Regions from separate parts of the Zea mays genome. Here all the other regions are linked to region 2. The links are chromatin contacts, called in public Hi-C maps. All regions are on one chromosome and are shown on one strand. Each heading gives the region's core, a stretch centred on a gene start, on an enhancer-like site or on the middle of the called end of the contact. The rest is flanking DNA. Distances are from core to core; before and after follow the strand shown.

What was found. Hi-C and Micro-C count contacts between places; a contact is called where the count stands out from the background.
Region 1: a Hi-C map of leaf shows a contact between it and region 2, with 4 times the contacts expected there. The contact joins the promoter of LOC100285174 here to the promoter of LOC100304181 in region 2. A contact is called at or near these places in 4 of 25 Hi-C or Micro-C datasets (ear, endosperm, leaf and 1 more).
Region 3: a Hi-C map of tassel shows a contact between it and region 2, with 2.3 times the contacts expected there. The contact joins the promoter of LOC103636053 here to the promoter of LOC100304181 in region 2. A contact is called at or near these places in 3 of 25 Hi-C or Micro-C datasets (bundle sheath, ear and tassel).

What each region holds. Positions count from the first base shown.
Region 1 is chr8:145,106,634-145,110,085 of Zm-B73-REFERENCE-NAM-5.0, reverse strand. LOC100285174 (hydrogen-transporting ATP synthase, rotational mechanism) reads left to right here and starts at 2,024. Exons shown (of 3, transcript NM_001291793.1): 1 at 2,024-2,172; 2 at 2,303-2,502. The coding sequence starts at 2,321.
Region 2 is chr8:145,303,739-145,306,894 of Zm-B73-REFERENCE-NAM-5.0, reverse strand. LOC100304181 reads right to left here and starts at 1,409. Exons shown (of 5, transcript NM_001165636.1): 1 at 675-1,409; 2 at 526-578. The coding sequence starts at 1,404.
Region 3 is chr8:145,508,266-145,511,311 of Zm-B73-REFERENCE-NAM-5.0, reverse strand. It overlaps LOC103636053, which reads right to left and starts at 1,689. Exons shown (of 2, transcript XM_008658411.4): 1 at 1,547-1,689; 2 at 465-1,445. The coding sequence starts at 1,650. The coding sequence ends at 854. It overlaps LOC103636052 (inactive protein kinase SELMODRAFT_444075), which reads right to left. Exons shown (of 12, transcript XM_020542447.3): 7 at 2,773-2,849; 8 at 2,528-2,675; 9 at 2,186-2,335; 10 at 1,953-2,072; 11 at 1,895-1,950; 12 at 1,667-1,893. The coding sequence ends at 1,857.

The DNA of each region.
Region 1 (3,452 bases), core at 775-3,274, 200 kb after region 2:
GACTAGCTTGCGCTGCTTCGCCACCAAATGGGTGGCCACCACATGGAGCTGCTCCACCTCCCACTGAACGGATAGAAACTCCTCCGCCCTGGCCCTTGATCGCGCAAAGAGACATTACGAAATGGTAACCCGGTGATCATCTTAGGTGACGATAAAATGGCAAGAAACAAGGAGTAACCGATAAGCGACAATTACCTGCCCAAAGGGGATGAAATTCTGTGTCATCGACGCCCGAGCAATCGAGACCATGTCCCGAAAGCTATCGAGCCTCTCCTCATAGTGCCAAGGCTGAGGTCGCCCTGGTACGATGTTGACTTGCCTCACTTCCATCCTCCACGTCCGCCCCGACATCTAGGGGGAGGAGAAGGGTGTCCCTCCGGTGGTGGAGGGACCACGACCCTTGTTGAAGAAAAAGAGGCCACAACCAACGACGTCGCCGCCTCAGGTTGAGTGATCACCACCGTGGCACCCAGGGACGGCAGCGATGGAAGCAGGACCAAAACACCCCTCCCCTCTGGTGAAGCTCCGATGAGGGGAAACACACCGGCGGTCGAAACCCCCCTCAAAGAGACTGCGCAGGAAGTCATCATAATAAGGCAGACACTAGGGGACGGCGTCGCCAGCATCCCTTGGACGGGCAGGGAGGTTGGAACGGGCAACCCGGTTAACTCATTGGTGGACGCTCCATCCACCACAGAAAGATCAGAGGTTGAAAGAGTCGGAGGCCCTCCCCTCATCGCGACCACGTCCTTATGGAGTTGCACGACACATACACACTAACCAAAGCAAGGAAGTTAGGAATGCCGAAACCTTGTCATTCTTGAACATGATGCTCTTAACATTCATCATTTCATTAGTGTGAAAAGTATGTTAAAATTTTGGAATCCACTGAATTACTTGCATTCAAGAAGTGTGTTGTATTGTGCACTAACATTTTTTCGAATAATTTATGTGCCGTTGTAACACATGCACATTTTATCCGGATCGTATGAAATGTGTCAATTGTGCAACAGTTACCATGATAGATGATACTACAGGAGTACTATCTATTTTACGTTTTTTGCTTTGTATCTTGTGATTTTTGGTACTTATTAGAAACGTGATCTTAGTACAATCAGATTGGTGCGTTTTGAATTTACAGTAGTTATGGACTTATGGAGGGGGTTCCTAATATTTTGTATTATTTATTTATTATTGATATATGTACACTACAATGTTCTTAATATGAAATTTCATACTTGAACTGGATGTTCGTCGAACTACAGTGGCTTACAAATCTTAGGATGTTCATACTTGAACTAGATGTTAATTGAACTACATTGGCTTACAAATCTTAGGATGCAAATCTAATAAACAATAACATAGGGCCCGTTTGTTTTCCTTCATTTTGAGGAATTAGAATCTAACTAATGTAGTAGGTTATTTATTTAGAATGTGACATTACATAACTTTCCAAAGTGTATATATAAGACTATCTCAAATTTATGGAGTAAGAGATAGAAATTGATTCTATATATTTACATGCTACTTTTCTAATATACAATTTATAATGTACTCTTCTACTTGCTTCTTTATAACACAAATGTAGTGTATAACTATCTCTCTCTCATATGATTTAGGATAATATACAAATATAATACATAGACAAATATATTAACTTAATTATTTTTGTCTAAATTATAATTATTAGAATGTATTTTAATTCCAACGAAACAAACATGACGTCTTAATGGACTTTCCCACAATTAGAAAGCTTTATAAATAATTTATAGTTTAAAACATGTTTAAATAACTATCTTATTGTGACTAAAGTTTAATCAATTTTAATCTCTAAATTACCAAACATGGTAACTAATGGAGATTTCTCATATATAAATTCTAGTGACTAAAGTTTATTGACTAAAATTTAGTAGTATGACTAAAGTAACCAAACACCTTCTTAAACACGATGACATACAAATCCATCTCCAAATCCATCTCTTGTGAGTTCTGAACCAAAACTACAAAATGAATTGACGATATTACCCTCGACCCTCGAGGTCTCGAGTCTTGACCAACCCATACGCACCCACCCTCCGCCGCCGTTTTTCTCTCCCCATCTCGCCCGCCGTTTTCGTCCTTATCGATCTCCTCGCACCTCGTGGCGGCACCTCTCCCCTTCGATCCACCAAGGTGAGCTTCCGATTCTCCACCATAAACTCTGACCTCTTCCCGCCAGATCCGTAGTCTCCCCACCCCGTGCGTCCAGATCTGGTTCCTTTCGATTTGACTCGGTTTTCCCTTCCTGTTCGGGGTGCCGTAGGGTTTAGGATCGGCGGCGATGGCGGCGAGGCTGGCACAGCTGCGCGCTCAGGCGGTGCAGGCGGCGGAGTTCGCCTCGAAGCACGGCGGCTCCTACTACAAGGAGCTCATGGAGAAGAACAAGCAGTACGTCGTGCAGCCCCCCACCATCGAGAAATGCCAGGAGCTCTCCAAGCAGCTCTTCTACACCCGCCTCGCAAGGTGAAACCAACTGTGGCTTTTGTTGTTGTGTCTCGTTGCGATTAGTCAATTGGGTTCTCTTGCCTGAAGTGCTGCACGATCTGTTCGTTCGTGCGTTTAACGGGGCTTTTTTCGGGCTTGTTCAGGTCGCTTGTTAGACGGGTATAGTGTTGTGCAGTTTTTTTTCCTAATTAACTGTATGTATGTATGATATGACTTGGTTATGGCCAGTATCAGCGATGAGGATAGCCAAGCTGACTGCCTGATTCTGTGAGCGGATTAAGATTGTTAGGAAGATAATGTGGTTATTTTCCCGTGGTGTAACTGAGCATTTGTAGGTAGCACAGCATATCTACGCTTTTCACTTTTGAGGGCAGTCTTCGTGGCTTTACTGTTTATGACTTAATATGTGTGTTTATCATGTGGTTTGTTGTGATAGCAAATGTGACAAATCTCCCATCTATTTTTAATGTTTTTGTTCATTATATCATGATGCTATACCTTTATGCAATGGAATGTTCTATCTCCTCTTTCAATGTTATACTTGCCAGTTCCTGAATTTAAGTTTGGTTTGGTGGATTAAACACAATTTTGAAGTTTCATAGCGAAATAAACTTATACTTCAATGCTTGCACTGAGATCCATCTTATGTGGAGACAGATAGGTGCATAGAACACAATGCATGGCTGTTAGGGAAAACCATGAAGGTTTGATCAATTAGCACCCTGGTGTAGAGTCCCTTGCGGTGTTGATGTGTCATGACACTACTGCAAGAAGAATTTGCTGTATGGTTCTAGAAATGAATCTTTGTAATATCACCGTGGCCAAAAACTATGCATGCATGGAAGAGTAGGTTTAGCTTTGCATATAAACACTGATAACTGCATTGGTTATTGGGAAATGTGATTGCTTCTTGTTTATTTTGGATGTCAGTTGATTGACAGCGGAAAATGCTGTGCACATGTATATAT
Region 2 (3,156 bases), core at 160-2,659:
GCATAATCATGATCCGAAACAAAAGGGTATACTAGGACAAACCACAGTTCAGGCTTCAACCTGTTTGCATATCACAAAGATGAGACACAACTCCATCTTAAATCATGCTCCTTGCAGATGATGACAGCAAAATGCTATAGTAACACCAGCTTTGCGATACACAATAGTCATATACCGTTCTGTTCTCCTCTTTAGTTTCCACAAATTAGGAAAGATTCCTGATTCCAAGCACAGTTGAAGAACAAGGCAACAAGTTGCACATTTCTTATTTCACAAAGGTAAATAACTAGTTTACAGAACAGGTAATGAAAAAGCATGATCATGACTCATGTTTCTTAATTCATGAAATGAGTTTATAAGCTATTTGCCATGTTTGTTAATATTTTTATGGTCCATACAACTACCACATGCCTTGTGAATGCTTAATTAATACTCTTATAATTTTGTTAATAAGCAGTGAATCCATAATAATACTAGCTTGTTGTGTCATGCTCTCAAATTGCTCATTAGTCAGGAAACACATACCACTAGAGAGTAAACAGGCAGCGGAGAGTTCAAGAGCATGTTCAGCAGGACCCCTGTTATATCCATGGGCAAAAAGATGCCAACATAATCTCGAGTCACTACAAGTGATGCTAAAAGGAAGAATAAGAATTTGGCCATGATCCACTTACCGAAGAATTGGTGGCTCTGGAAGACCGGGATGGAGCTGACTGCCCAGATCTTGAGCTCCTTCTGCAGCTCAGAGCGAGGCACCCCTGTTGCATTCTGCACCTTGAGGCAGAGCCTGAGAAGGAACGCCTCAACCAGCACCACCCCAGCGAGGTAGTCAACGCTGCAGCCTTCCTTCATGAGCTCCCGCCTGGCCTCGTCACCAGCGAGCGGGAACAGCACCTGGAACGGGCACCTCTCCCTCGAGTGCCGCACGCTCCACACCTTGACAAGATCGCCGAAAGCCGGCAGCAGCCTCACAGCGTCGGCGGTGGTGCCTTCAGTCGAAGAGGGGGCGGGGCGACTGCTGCAGATGCTGATGTAGCTGAGGACAGCCTCGACGACGGCCTCGGTCTCCCTGCGCGGCTTATCTGAGTGGAAAAGCTCGGAGACGACGGGGGCGAGGAGGGCGAGCGGCTTGGCGGCCCCGGGCGAGGAAGCGGCGAAGGCGGAGAGGAGCTGGAGCAGTGAGCGGAGGTCGTCAGGGCGGTCGTGGAAGGAGAGCGCGGAGAAGAACCAGACGACCTCGAGCGGCGGGTCTGAGTAGGTGCTGAGGACGCGCGAGAAGACGCGGTGGAAGTTGGTGAGGTCGGCGGCGCCGGGGGCCGGGGCGGCGGAGACGGCGGAGAGGAAACCCGAGGCGGAGTCTCGGAGGAGTGATTCGAGGTTGGGGAAGCAGAGGGCGGCGCCCATGGAGGGGAAGTCCACCACAATGGAACCGGCGGCCATGGCGCGGCGGGGGCCTAGGCGGATTGGTTCGAATCGGGGCGGGAGTGACGAAACCCTAACCCTAGTCTCGATCCGAGAAGTGGGGTTTCGGGGAGGTCGAGGGGACGGGCCGTGGGTGGTTTTTGAAGATGGGAGAGGCGGGCGGGGAGACACTGACCAATGGAGCCGCATGGTCAGTTAGCGGGCGGGAGATTCTGGCTTGTTCGATTGGACTGGGCTTGAGCTGCTTCTGTGGTCCAGTTTAAAATGGGCTAATCTATCGACATTGAAATGGGTGATAGCTCAGGGTGAACCGGGCTTGGGTTGGGTTCTAAGAGCATCTCTAACAATGCTTTTAAACTAGTGTCTTAAATTGAAACTAGCCGGTTGTCTTTTCTTTGCTACGATTTTTATATATCATATAAATAGATATTGAGATATTTATTCAAATATAATTACTGTTTATTTATAAACACTAAGATATGTGTAATCTAGTGGTTAGCCCCAAATTTTTGGGGCAGAGGAGGTTCGAGTGCTCACTCTGCACTATTTTTTAATATAATTATTGTTTATTTATAAACATTAAGGTATGTGTGGTCTGGTGTTAGCTGCGCAGTCGTCACTCTGCACTATTTTTTGATATAATTATTGTTTATTTATAAACATTAAGGTATGTATGTGTATTCACACAATCAACAGCAAAACAATCTAATATACAAAAAGCATACTGAAGTCCGAAATATGCAATATTTATATATATTTGAAATATGCAATATGTTATATCTATAAAAAGTCACGTCTAACTAAATTATTAAATTCAATTAAATAGCATCATATATATAAGTCGTGGTCAAATACCACATTATAAGCATATATGTCGATCTGGGAAATGGCGCTACAATATATCTATCCAAGACAAATATTTCAGCCTTGAAAGTCGCCTAGAGGGGGGTGAGTAGGGCGAAACTGAAATTTACAAATATAAACACAACTACAAGCCGGGTTAGCGTTAGTAATAAAGAAATGAGTCCACGAGAGAGGGCGCAAAACAAATCCCAAGCGAATAAGCAAGTGAGACACGGAGATTTGTTTTACCGAGGTTCGGTTCTTGCAAACCTACTCCCCGTTGAGGAGGCCACAAAGGCCGGGTCTCTTTCAACCCTTCCCTCTCTCAAACGATCCACGGATCGAGTGAGCTTTCTCTTCTCAATCACTTGGAACACAAAGTTCCCACAAGGACCACCACAAGATTGGTGTCTCTTGCCTCAATTACAAGTGAGTTTGATTGCAAAGAATGGATCAAGAAAGAAGAAAGCAATCCAAGCGCAAGAGCTCGAAAGAACACAAGTAAATCACTCTCTCTAGTCACTATGGCGTTGTGTGGAGATTGGAGAGGATTTGATCTCTTTGGTGTGTCTAGAATTGAATACTAGAGCTCTTGTAGTAGTTGGGAAGTAGAAAACTTGGATGCAATGAATGGTGGGGTGGTTGGGGTATTTATAGCCTCAACCACCAAATGTGGCCGTTGGAAACCTGTCTGTTCGATGGCGCACCGGACAGTCCGGTGCACACCGGACAGTCCGGTGCCCCCTGCCACGTCATCACTGCCGTTGGATTCTAGCCGTTGGAGTTTCTGACTTGTGGGCCCGCCTGGGTGTCCGGTGCACACCGGACAGCTACTGTTCCTTGTCCGGTGTGCCAGTATGGGCGCGCCTGACTTCTGCGCGCGCAGAGCGC
Region 3 (3,046 bases), core at 440-2,939, 200 kb before region 2:
CTTGTTTTTTGTGCTAGAACTTTATTTCACGAACTTCATATGATAGACCCTACTGTAGAGTATTTCTTTCTCTTCTCATTTCCCATTATTTTTATCACTTCTCTTTCAACAAGAATTTTCTTTCTTATTTTATTTTATTTTATGTAGAAGTGTAGAACCATATAGTCTCTTTGGCTAATTTAATGTGGTTTTGTTATCGGGAAATCTGGACTAATATATTTATCCCATCTTTAAAAGTGGTGTTTTGAATTATTAGATCGACATATTAACAACTGGGTGGGGGTATTTTATCTACTACCTTTACTACTATAATGCACTACTTTTAATAGTTCCAGTCGTGGTTTTTGTGTGTCGCGCCCTCACCCGCTCGCTCGTTCTCCATGCTTCGCTATCTAGGTGCGTCCGCCCGCTCTCTGACATCCACAAACACTATCCTTTGAGCATTACATATCTTTTTGAACTAATTTAGTTGTACATTACTATTTTATTTAATATTTTGTATGCCGTCGCAACGCACGGGCACCTACCTAATGACTTTAGAATATGTTTAGTCCCTAGAACCAAACATGTAGGGACTAAAGTTTAGTCCTAGGACTAAAATTTAGTCCTAGGACTAATTGAAACCAAACATGGCATCAGTAGTACAAAAAATCGTTGGTACTATGATCAGCGGCCTCATCCAATAGAGGAGACTTGGTCAGTCCTACTTCTACGGTTCTACCTTCTTGCATTGCGTTGCGTCGTCTTATCAGTTATCACAGCCACAGCAGTAGCACATCCCCACCACGGGCGAGGAGCCGGGGACGTACGGGTGGACCACGGTCCGGCCAGTTGTGGCTTTGCGAGCACAGTGTCAACAGACAGCCCTGGTATGGTAAACCCTGCTCCTCCGTGAACCGGGAAAACGATGATTGCCCTTGCTTGCCTGCCTGCCTGCGCCACCGTGAACGGACCACCATGCCGCAGCACAGTGGCATCTTGCTCGCAGTCGCAGCCTTGCCAGTCGCCAGCCACAGTAGCTGGCCGGAGAACTCCACGAGTTGCTAGTTGCTACAAGCCGGCGTACGTACGGTGGCCCCCGGGCCATTGTACGCACGCACAGGAACGCATGCAATGATGAGCGCTGCTCTGGCAGCCGCTGACATGCATCAGGACGTGTCCACGCGACGCGGACGCCGGGCTGGACGTGTCGCGCGAGGGCTTGCGGCGGGGCGAGCGCTCTAGCAGAAACAGCCGGCCGGAGCAGCAGCCGTCGCCGTCGCCGTCCCGTCGTCCATCGGGCTCTCGGACCGGGCCCAACGCAAGCGCCAGCATCTTCTCGCCGTTTGCAGCAGCAGGTGCACAGACAGAGGCCCTCTGCCTGGGCCTGCCTGCCGCCTGTCAGCCAGACGCGCTTCAGGCCTGCTGTTTTTATTACAGCGCGGAACTTGGGTAGAGCGCCATGCCTGAAAGGATTGCAGTGCACCGTTTCAGGGGGCACAGCACACTATGGAATTGGATGGTAGTAATAAACCACATGTGGCATTATTGCATGATTATATTATACCAGCTACGTTTGCCTGTAGCGCAACGAATGCAAACACCACGACTGCCAAGAACAGCGTGGAGATGCCACCAGGATGTCTGCACTACTTTTCCAGAAACATCCATACGTTGCAGGTCAATATACTTGTAATCCTATTAACATTTCTATATACACCAGGACAACAATGTATCAGCAAAAGCTTTCCAGCCTACAAATTGCTAGGGCTAGGAAGTGAGCATAAAATGATCCCAAAAAGAAAGAAATGCGAGAGGGAGGTAGGGGCGAGGGAATAATACAGGATTTGAGCGATCTCTTGCATTATGCGACAGCACTAATATCTGTTGGAGATACTCTGCTTGTCCCGGTCCGCTGTAGGAGCGTTTCCCCTCGCCTGCCCTTCGCGATTCTTGTTGAGCCGGGCTACTCTGTACTCCTGGCAATAATGCTGTTGCTCACTCAGCAACCTCCAGCTTCTGCTCCCAGAATCACTACTGCCGTTAACAGAACCAGACTCCACGACCATGTCGCCCTCAAGAATGCGAAGAACCTTTTATTCACCAAGGCAGAAATGGTGAGCATGCATGCAATCGAGCTTTCATCACTGGATATGGGGATGCAGCAACAACAACAACAACAACAACAACAAAAATTATCACTAACATGGGACATGCGAGGCCTTGAATGTGGGTCACGTCTTATACACAGGTTTGCCGCGTGCAGCATGCAGTGCACCTCGTTTTCGGAGTAGCGCGCGCCCAGTCGTGGGTCTATGAGCTCATCAATTGCATACTCCTCCAAGAATGGCCGTGCCTGTACAATCCAAATCTTGCGAGTTCAACACAAAACTGTAGTTTATATAACACAAGAAAGTTATCTGCTACAAGGGTGGTGTCCCATAAACCATATGAATCATTACTGTGAAGCAAAATGTCTTAGCCTCTTAGCCATCCAAAAAAAAATAGGCTTTACTAACGAGAAATGATGATCCAATATGTAACTCACCCATTCAGTTAGCAACTGCTGACCCTTTGGTCGGTTGATGTCAACAGCCTTCCGCCCAGTCACAAGCTCCACTAACACAACCCCAAAAGAGTACACATCAGCCTTCTCTGTTATTTGCCCACTCTGCGCATATTCAGGTGCCAGATAACTGCACCCGGTAATAAAGTTCTCTCGTTAGCTGCACTCAAAAGTTGAAATTGCCTATGATGAAAATATACATAGGATAAAGTCACAAAAACACCCACCCAAATGTGCCAATAACTCTTGTTTCAACACCCATGTCTCCATCAGGTTGCCATCGTGCCAGGCCGAAATCTCCAACCTGTCGGGCCGGGGCAACCATTATGCAGCTTACAATCATAACATGAAATTAATAGTTCAACAGGAACCAAAAAAAATATATTGGATGGTTGGCAGAGTTCAGCAGACGAAAGATAAACATCGCTCCAAACCTAATCTGCTTTAAGACCATACTTTCATGCTGATAAGTGTAATAACAAAAAAAAATTAGGATAGATT